Linked DNA regions of Mus musculus: region 1 is linked to region 2. Evidence: chromatin contacts called from public promoter capture Hi-C data. All regions are on one chromosome and are shown on one strand. The core of a region is the stretch at or near the end of the contact, and the rest is flanking DNA. Distances in the headings are between cores, read along the strand shown.

Evidence for each region. Promoter capture Hi-C pulls out the DNA fragments that hold promoters and counts their contacts.
Region 1: a contact with region 2 is called in a promoter capture Hi-C map of the HPC-7 cell line. The contact joins the enhancer-like site here to the promoter of Oscar in region 2. A contact is called at or near these places in 17 of 39 promoter capture datasets (the 3T3-L1 cell line, the C10 cell line, the HPC-7 cell line and 11 more), 2 of 484 Hi-C or Micro-C datasets (the HPC-7 cell line and bone marrow-derived macrophages), 3 of 115 datasets of contacts at active chromatin or transcription factors (bone marrow-derived macrophages, large pre-B cells and pancreatic cancer cells) and 1 of 9 other capture datasets (liver).

What each region holds. Positions count from the first base shown.
Region 1 is chr7:4,089,720-4,094,763 of GRCm38.p6, reverse strand. The region is part of intron 6 of 9430041J12Rik (RIKEN cDNA 9430041J12 gene); the gene reads left to right. Among named protein-coding and RNA genes, the nearest start is that of Gm23741, 9.6 kb to the left of the region's middle. Within about 2 kb of position 3,368, at least 40 of the 459 cell types and tissues checked have an H3K27ac peak or open chromatin away from gene starts, as enhancers often do. A contact at or near this core is called in the HPC-7 cell line and hematopoietic stem and progenitor cells, where this site is marked.
Region 2 is chr7:3,614,673-3,619,664 of GRCm38.p6, reverse strand. Oscar (osteoclast associated receptor) reads left to right here and starts at 3,508. Exons shown (of 5, transcript NM_001290377.1): 1 at 3,508-3,624; 2 at 4,149-4,181. The coding sequence starts at 3,588. It overlaps Ndufa3 (NADH:ubiquinone oxidoreductase subunit A3), which reads right to left and starts at 2,292. Exons shown (of 4, transcript NM_025348.3): 1 at 2,258-2,292; 2 at 1,974-2,048; 3 at 158-235. The coding sequence starts at 2,267.

The DNA.
Region 1 (5,044 bases), core at 2,119-4,618, 480 kb before region 2:
AAAAAACAAACAAAAAACCCAAGAGGACTCAAAGTAAGAAAGGGTGAAGGATGGATCTGAGAGGAGTTAGGGGAGGTGGGTATGATCAAAGAACATTGCATGAAAGGATGAGATTCTCAAATAATTAATAAAAATGCTATATTATAAAACCATTCGGGGTAAGCTGCTATTGGAAGAGCTCAAGCAGGATATGAGTAGATAGTCATTGTCAAATTCTTTTAACCATTATGTTTGAAAAATTTGCATATTGAATTGTTGAAGAGCTCAACCTTCTCACCCACAGGACTGTCAGTCACTTATTTACAGAAAAGAAATCCTCCTTGGGCACCTGGCAGCAAGTGTGTGGGAAGGCAGGAGGTACAGGAGGGTTTATTTAAGGCATCACCTTGGATGGTATGCACAGGGACAGATCATGGTTGCCATCTTTGGCTCTGAGCATGGAAGTTCTTTTCCTTTTCTTTTTTTGGAAAAAGTTTCCATCCATCTGGGGCTTGTTGGGGACTCTTGCTTTACCTTCTTTTATGGAAGCCAAAGTACTTGCTTGCCCAGTGTTACCCTATTGAGTCAGTTCCGTACTCCACCTATCTCACGGTTCTATGTGCGGCTTCTCTGGGGAAAGGTAAGACAGAGATACAAAGAATGATGGTGTACCTAGTTGCCCATTCTCCTTTCTTTCCTTCCCTCCCTTTCTCTTCCCTCCCTCTCCCCTTTTCCTTTCTTCCTTTCTCCTCTCCTCTCTTCTTCAATTTTTTCATTCCCTTGTCCTTGAGGCAGAGTCTCTTGATCTCATGGAGTTTAGGCTGACCTTGAACTCTGACCTCCTACTTTCACCTCTGTAGTGCTGGGATTGCCTGCACTACATCTGCTGGGATTGCCTGCACTACATCTGGTTTACCTGACACTGGGGATGAAAACCAGTGTTTTGTGCATATTTGGCAAAGACTTTAACATTTGAGTTATACCTCCAGTCCTAAACAGGAGCATCTTTCACACTGGTCCAAATTTGGAGCAATAGTCTGTCTCTACCTTGCTTCCTCTGAGTCATTTTGAGGAGGGATGATAAGGGATGGGATATGGTAGCAGGTCTCATTCTGTAGCACAGGCTGTCTCTGAAATTCTGGCAATTCATCTACCAACCCTCCTGAGTGTTGGAATTATCTACAGGCATAAACTGCCAAGCCTGGCCTCAGAGCTTGATTCTCTACCCTTTACTTAGATTTCATGAACTGCCTAACATCTTTGCAATCATGTTTTATTCCCATCCAGACAGGGTCTCATGTAGCTCAGGCTGGCTTCAAACTAATTAAAATGTCTTTGAAGTCTGAGTTCTTCTGCATCGACCTACCAAATGCTAAGATTCCATAAAAAAAAATGGACTACCACATCAGCCTTTAGAAAATTCTTGTTTCTTCAGATAATTTAATTACATTTATTTTGTGTGTGTGTGTGTGCAAGAGGAGAAGGCATACATGTCTCAGAGCATAAATGTAAAGGTCAAAGGTCAAATTCTCTACTTCTACCATATAGGTCCCAGGGAATGAACTCAGGTTGTCAGGCTTGGAGGCAAGCATCATACTCAATGAGCCATCTTGCCAACCTGAAACTGGCCTTGCTATACTGCCTAACTTATTTGCAATTACTATGTGTATATGTGTATCTGAATATATATATATGTGTACCATGTGTGTGCAGGAGTCTGTAGAGACCAGAAAAAGGGTGTTAGATCTCCTGGAACTGGAGTTACAGATGTTGTGTATAATGAGTACACACTCTGGGTCCTCTTCAAGAGTAGTAAGTGCTCTTGACTGCTGAGCCATCTTTCTGGCTCCCAGTTATCTAATTTAAAGAACACAAGCCAACTGCTCTTACTACGTTCACAGAATTGGGCAGCTTTTGCCACAATCAACATCTGGATATTTTAATCATCCAAGAAGGAAAACTTAAAACTGTTAGCACTAATTTCTTATTTCTCTCTTCCCTTAACCTTCTTCACCCATCCTGGCCCATGGCAACTCTTATAAAGGAAAACATTTAATTGGGGCTGGCTTACAGGTTCAGAGGATTAGTCCATTATCTTCATGGTGGGAAACATGGCAGAGTGCAGGCAGGCATAGTGCTGGAGAAAGAGCTGAGAGGTACTCTCAAGAGTACCTCTTGAGCTGAAGACAGAAGAAGAGATTGTGTGCCACACTGGGCACAAGATATAAAAGGCCACCCCCACAGGGACACTCTTCCTCCAACCAGATCATGCCTACTCCAACAAAGCCACAACTCCTAATAGTGCCTCTCTCTAAGCTTGGCCAAGAATTCAAACACGTGAGCTTAAGGGGGCCATACCTATTCCAACCACCACACAGACCTACTCTGGAAACGTAGCTGAGAACATCCTGATCCATGGGCAGCAGACAAAGAGAGAATCGCTGGGCAGGTGTGGGCCTTTGAAGCTCCAAAGCCCCTCCCACATCACACCTCAGTAACAAGACAACACATCCTAGTCCTTTCCAAACAGTTCTAACTGGGCACCAAGCAGTCAAACCTATAAGCCTGTGGGGGCTATTCTCACTTCTCACTAGAATTACCACAGTGGGAAAGTATGTTTGGCATTTAGATCCACATGGCTAGTAGAGAACTCTCACCAGTTGTATTTTTACCTCCACAAGTGTGGCATACACACACACACACACACACACACACACACAAACACACAAACTAAATACACCTAAATCTTAAAAAATAGAGCCAGGTAAAATAGTGGCTGGACAGAGGCTGGAAGATCTCTGTGTATGAGGACAGTCTGTTCTACATAGTGAATTTTTAGACCATCAGAGCTATATAATGAGACCTTACATAAAAATATTAAAATGAAAAAAGAAAGAAAGAAAGAAAAATGCTTTTTCTTTGCACCAGGAGCTGAATTAGGAAGCTTTATTTTTGCATCCATCATTTCTGAGCACAGGGCACAGCTGATTGAGGAGCAAGGGAAAAAAGAAATGTCAGGAATTAAGCCGGATATGAAGAATTTAGCCCTCCCTAGGATACTGGATGGGGGTTAAATGTTCTTAGATAAAGTTCACTGAAGATGACTAATTACTTCCATATCAGATCTTTCAGCCGGCCTACCACAATGTTTCCCCCCAGGTACCAGCAATTTAGTTGCTTGACTGAAAGCTGTCTAGACGTTTCCCCTTTGCCTAAATTCTATCAGGAGGTTCCTGGGAGCAGAACGGGCGACTACCCCAGGGAGGACAGTGACAAATCTGGATCCGAATCATGAGCTTAGTTACCAAGTTAAGCATCTAGCAGGTCTGTGGGTGACACCGCTGCTGTGTCTGAAGGCTCACTGGAGTAGATAGCCACTCCCTGGGGGCATCATGTGAGCTGCTAATCAAGCATCTGCTTCCTCAGCCATTATTCTAACTGTGGTGAGTGCTTTAAATACCCTGCGGCTGCTAAGAGAGCCAGGGATCGATCGAGCCACTGACACCTGGGACAGACGTCAAATCTGACAGGCTCCCCAAGGTACTTTGTTTCTACTGTTGGGACCACAATTATCATTGTGACTGCCATGCCAACAGCATCTCTGATTTGAGTAACTTTCCTTAAGCCTTGACAGCTTTAGAGAGCCCTTAGATGATCTTGCCAGTAACTGCTCCAGATAACTTTATCAGTGACCACTCCTGTCCGTCCCTTCACAGCTGTGTTACTCTGGTTGGGAAGGAACAGTACCAACCGGTGACAGCTAGTGTGTAGTCTCGACTGGCTATAAGCAGGGTTTCTCTCACTATTCACAGAGAAGGCTGGGAGACTTCCCTGGCTGTGGTTTGAATGAAAAAAACAAAACAAAACAAAAACAAACGCTCCCTGCCACATAGCCTCATGTAGTTGAACATTTGAACATTTACCCCCAATTGGTGGTACTCTTTGAAAAGGTTATGGAACCTTCAGGAAGTAGAACATTGCTGGAGGAAGTATATCACCATGGATGGGCTTTGAGGGTTTATAGCCTCATCCCACTTCCTGATCTCTCTCTGTCTCTGTCTCTCTAGCTCTCTGTCTCTGTCTGTCTCTGTTTCTCTGTCTGTCTCCCTCTGTCACTCTCTCACTTTCTCTCTGTCTCTGTCTCTTCCTCTCTCTCAGTGACTGCCTGTTTCTGTCTCAGTCTGTATGTCTGTCTGCCTCCTGTGTGCAGATGAAAATGTGACTAGCTCACTTTCTACTCTTGCTACCCTATCTAGCCTTACATGTTTCCATTGTTTTCCTGATATGAGGGACTTGATTCCTCAGGAATCCTAAGTCAAAATAAACCCCTTTCTTCCTTAATTTGCTTTTGTCAGGGCATTTTATAACAACAACTAACTAACTAGCACACCCCTTTTCTGCATTCCGTCATTCATGTTCATATAGTGTGGGCCACAGTAAAACCTGTTAATGATTGCATTGCTTAGTTATTGTCTCTATAGTTCGTAAAGTGAGTTGGGTTAGTAACACAAAGAGCACAAGACATCTATGGATGCCAGACCCTGGCACACTCAGCAGGCTTGCAGAAGTCAGAGAAGCACTCAGCAGGCTTGCAGAAGTCAGAGAAGGCATAGCTATAAGCCCCTACTACTGAGCATTCAGAGAGCCTCAGAGAGTTCCTTTCTCCAGCCGCCGAGTGCTGCTGAGAGGTGTCCTGATTAAGGACATCAGAGGGACCCGATGCTAAAAGAGCTGCTTCATGACTTCCATCTCAGTTGAACAAAATGACCCTTAGCCAAGTGAAATAATGAGAGTTCACTGGGAAGGCCAGATGCACCCTCCTCTACTGTCACCCATCTTGGTGTCCTCATTTCTGTTTTAAAAACCCACTGAGTCCCATTGGTGCCATCCCTATACTCTTGGCTATGTGGCTATCTACTGATGTGAAGTCAGCCTACAGGGGACCACACCCTTGAAGAACATTGACTCTCCTTCTCTCAGCAGCTATCAATTGTCAATAGATCCTTGGCTGGGGCTGGGATTTTTGTGCTCACCTTCCTGCCCCATGCTGGGATCTTATCCGACT
Region 2 (4,992 bases), core at 2,259-4,758:
AGGGCTACACAGAGAAACCCTATCTCAAAAGAAAAGAAAAAAGAAAAGAAAAGAAAAGGAAAGGAAAAAAAAAAGCGTGGACAAAGAACATTTCAATGCATTAAGGACTCTCCTACACAGATGTCTGGCCCTCCCCCCAACACAGGTCCCTGCTCACCTGGGTAGTTGTAGGGTGTGGCCTTGTTGATCATGCTAGCATACTTGGTGTAGGGGCTAATCATGGGCATAATTATAGCTGTGGAGAAAGACAAAAGACCCCAGGATGAAGTAGCTCTCCAGGGGTGGGGAAAGGGTAGAAAAAGCCCTGGCAAAAGGGAGCGAGAAAAGGCCAGCACAACCAGTAGGGCCCTTTGGTGGGTCCTCAGCACTCAACCATCCCCACTTAACCTGGGTCAGTGTAAATCCTGAGAGTGGAGAATAGCATAGAGGTTGGAGACAAGCACTCAGGAACACATGAGGTCCAAAGACTGGTCACGATAGATAGCCTTTAGATTAGCCCATGTGGGCTATAGCCATGAAAGGAATGTATCAGGTTAGTGTTGCTGATACAAGTTAATAACCACATGTTAATTTCACATCTTAAACTACACATGTTAAGGGGCTAGAGATGGCTCAGCAATTAAGAACACTTGCTGCTTTGCAGAGTTTGGCTCCTAGCACCTTTTGACTCCAGTTCCACAGCATCCAACAAACGTATCTGGCTTTTGTGAGCACTCCCACATATGTGGATACAGAAACACAGATAACATAGTGTGTAAAAGCTGAGGGGGCTGGGAGATGGCTCTTCAGGTAAGGAGAGTACTTTCTAGTCGTCCAGAAGACTTGAGTTCAATCCGCAGCAGCCATGTCAGGCAGCTCATAAATGCCTAATATCTCCCACTCCAAAGGAAAAAGAACCTACGTCCTCTTCTTGCCTCCAGAGGCGCACACACATTTTTAAGAAAAGATACGTGCCGGGCAGTGGTGGCGCATGCCTTTAATCCCAGCACTTGGAAGGCAGAGGTGGATTTCTGAGTTCGAGGCCATCCTGGGCTACAGAGTGAGTTCCAGGACAGCCAGGGCTACACAGAGAAACCCTGTCTCGAAAAACCAAATAATAATAATAATAATTAAAATAAAATAAAATAAAGATATGCAGGGATGGTGGCTCAGGCGTGTGATATCAACACATAAGAACCCAAGGCAGACTGCTGTGAGTTTGAGGCCCACTTGAGCTAAGTGATTTGTATCCTCTATAAAAAAGAAAACTGAAAAGATTCAGAAGAAGTCAGTTCAAGGAAGTTTTTAACCTTAGTGTGGTGAGAGAGCTCAATAGTTAAAATTACCTGCTCACTGGAACTCAGAATGAGCACTGACTCCAGTAAGTTGTCCTCCGACCCCCCAAACCCAACTGGTAGCCAACACACACACACACACACACACACACACACACACACACCTTAAAAAATGTAATTTTAACTTTAAGAACGAACCAAGTATACATTAAATCACTATTTCAACATATAATCAATTAAAACCACATACATTAGAGCATTCTAGGTCTTTGAAAGTCAGGGTGGTAGATAGCTGGTGGTGGGTTTTAGAACTTCTCTGTCACACTCCAGGCCAGCAATACTGACAATTTTGGTACTGTGATGGCTGCCAAATCCAAGGCCTCACCCCAGACTTTCAGAATGAAAATTTAACAGGTCACCTCCATCTCCCGGGCTTCAATGCATCAGAACTGTGAGTAACCCTGTCCCACTGCAAGGTGGGAGGCTTGCTGAGAGATTTGCATAAGTCAGACTTCGCCGAGGAGTTCTGCCTACAGAGTCAAACTGAGTTGAATGTGCACCTCTTGTGTGTGGTGAGGGAAGAGCGACAGTAATGTCAGGATATGGCTGGCAAGGGGATGCGAGATGAAACTGTGCCGTGGAATGCTGATGACTTCCGGGTGGAGGATGCACTTTCGCGCCGGGGAAGGGGGCACTCACCGAGGCCCCAGACAGAGAAGGACACCACCAGCACCGGCTCCTTCGCCCAGGCATTCTTGAGGAAGGCAGAGATTCCTAGAGAGGTGAGAAGACAGTCACCCTTGGGGACTACTGCGGTGACCTCTAACACTCTCGTATCACCCCTGCTCTGCACCCTCGTGACTGCCGCGCCCCTATTCTGGGACGGATTACCGGTCCCCAAGGCTCCACTGAGACTCAGCCACGGATCAGCCCACAGTTTCCTGGAACTACTTGATCCCCGCGAGCTCCAAACCTGTACTTACTCCCGGCCATCTTGTTCTTGGCGGCGACAAGGAGCGGAGCTCTCTGGGAGTTGTGGTCCTTCTCCTTGCGTGAGGCCCCGCCCCTTGGGCGAGGACGTGGACCCTTTCGGGAGTTGTAGTTCTGGAGTGAGGCTTAAGAGGACTGAAAGATTTAAACCACCTTGAACACCTGCTGGCCTCACCATTTTCTTATAGTTTATAACTCAGCAAATGCATCGGAGAAGTAACATAACGTTCTCCTGTAATAAAGTCAGCTTTGGGCTGGAGAGATGGCTCAGAGCTCTGTCTGCTCTTCCAAAGGTTTAATTTCCAGTAACCACATGGTGACTGACAACCATCTGCAATGGGATCTGACGCCCTCTTCTGGTGTGTCTGAAGACTGCAACAGTGTACTCATAAATAAACCTTAAAAAAAAAAAAGTCAGCTTTACATTGAGATCACATCTAGACATAAGCTCATTCTGGAAATTCTAAATTAATCCCAAATATATTAAGGACTGCCTGTGCTTTGTGTTACTAGCATGCAGATCATGGCTTTTCCCTCCATCTGCCCCTTAGTGCTGAAAACTGAAACCAGGACAGGCTAGGCTACCCATCTCCGATTGAGCCACTCCTCCGTCCACTTGCTGATAGATTCTACTATCCCAGGTCCCTGCTGGTGGATTTTAGGCATATCTTTTATTGTTGAGCCACATTTTTCAGCCCTTTCATTACTTTTTATTTTGAGACAGGGCATTAAATGGCTCAAGTTGGCCCTGCAATCTTTGAACTTGACAGCCTCCTGCCTTGGTTTCTCAAGCTGGTGAGATTACAAGCCTGAGCCTCTAAGATAATGCACATCACTTAAAAAAATTAACATATCTGGACTGGACAGTGAGAGCAGTAATGGAGTCTGAGCCTTCTCTTGTTACCGGCATAGTACATATTGTACAGCAAGCTTCTTTTTCCCTTTCTACCTTTTTGTTTTGTTTTTTTTGTTGTTGTTGTTGTTTTTTTCCTCTTTTCCATTTTTCTTCCTCCCACCTGCCCCTTTCCTTTCTCTCCTCAGTGCTGAGGCTACTCTGGGCAAGTGGTCTTCTACTTAGCGACAACGTCCTCAGCCCTCCTCCCCAACTTTTAAGTTAAATTAAAGAACACCAGAGGCTATGACTGTTCCATCTTGCAACTTTTTCCAAGACAATGAAACTATGACACAGTTACCCAGGAGCCTCCACCTGACTCCTCTGTTCCCTAAACAGGACTCTCACATGGCTTTCTGGTGTTGCTTCATTTCCTCAGAGTGAAAAAGGCAGGGTCAACCTTTTCCTCAGCTCCACGGAGAGTGCCCACCATGGTCCTGTCGCTGATACTCCAGCTGTCGACTCTCTGTGAGCTGTCCCTCCCCTGTGTGTGGATCCTTGGCTGGGCTGAGGGCTATATCTGTTCATATGGAATTCAACATCCAATTTAGAAAAAGGAATCAGGACTGGTACCCAGATACCTGAGTCCTAAACGGGGGAAGACAGATTGCTGGGTCGGGGGTGAGCATAGGTTTCTCTGGATCTCCAGGCAGAGGAGAGTAAGGGATATCTAGGGGTCAAAGAATGTATTCAGTTCTCATGGTAAATGGGCAAGTCTACTGTGCTGGAGGGAGGGGGCATCTAAACCTTCAAACCCCAAGGCAGAGAAACCCCAAGGAGCAAAGTATTGTTCTTAGGAAAGGTGGGGAACAGAGGCCTGTCCTCTTGGGTCAGACAGCAGCTTCTTAAGTATGGGGAATGGAAGTACAGAGTTTTGCTTGATCCTAAAAAAGACGGTGGCAGGCTTCATGTAATCAGAGTCTAGGGCTCCTTAGAGGGGAGACGGTAGTCCACAAAGGGCTTTGTAAAAACCAACTCTTCACCTTCTGCAGGGCCTGCATGCCGTGCTGACTTCACACCAACAGGTGAGTGGGAGACTCCACCTGCTCTATGCTATGCTGCTCACACCTCGCCTCCAACAACTCATTTTATCTTTGTGCCTAGCTTCACCCCAGATTCCCTCATTCCCCTCTCTTCCTCTCTCCTTCCATCCCTTCCTCCACTACATACCTTGCCTCTTTTCTTCTCCCTTTTCTCCTGTCTCTTTCCCTTCCCCCTTTCATAGCCTTCCTTCCTTCTTCCTCCATCCCCTCCTCCTTGCCCCCTGCATGTTGCTCTCTTCTCCCTTCACTTTGTCCTTCATCTCTTTAGTAACCACTATAGGTGAATAGAGATGACCATGAATGTGGATGTTAAGGAGACCTAGACAATCTTGTTCATTATTGCATGTCCTTGAACAAACCAGGGGTCTTAGCCGGGCGTGGTGGCGCACACCTTTAATCCCAGCACTCGGGAGGCAGAGGCAGGCAGATCTCTGGGTTCGAGGACAGCCTGGTCTACAGAGTGAGTTCCAGGACAGCCAGGGCTACACAGAGAAACCCTGTGTGGAAAAAACAAAAACAAAAACAAAAAAGAAAGAAAGAAAAACAAACAAACAAAAAAAACAGGGGTCTTGAAGCCTCCATTTCCTTAGGTAAGTCGGCTGCAGTGAGGATTTAATGTAGTTATATAGGGAAACTATAGGGCCAGATCCTGGCATATTTCAAGGCTCCAGACATAGGAGTTCCTCAATGCCAAGTATACGAGCTTCTCTCACGGGAGCCTGCCTTCCACAGAAGGAGGTTCCCCCACCCGAGATGGCTTCTTCTCAGGGTTTTGATGGAGGAGATAATTCTT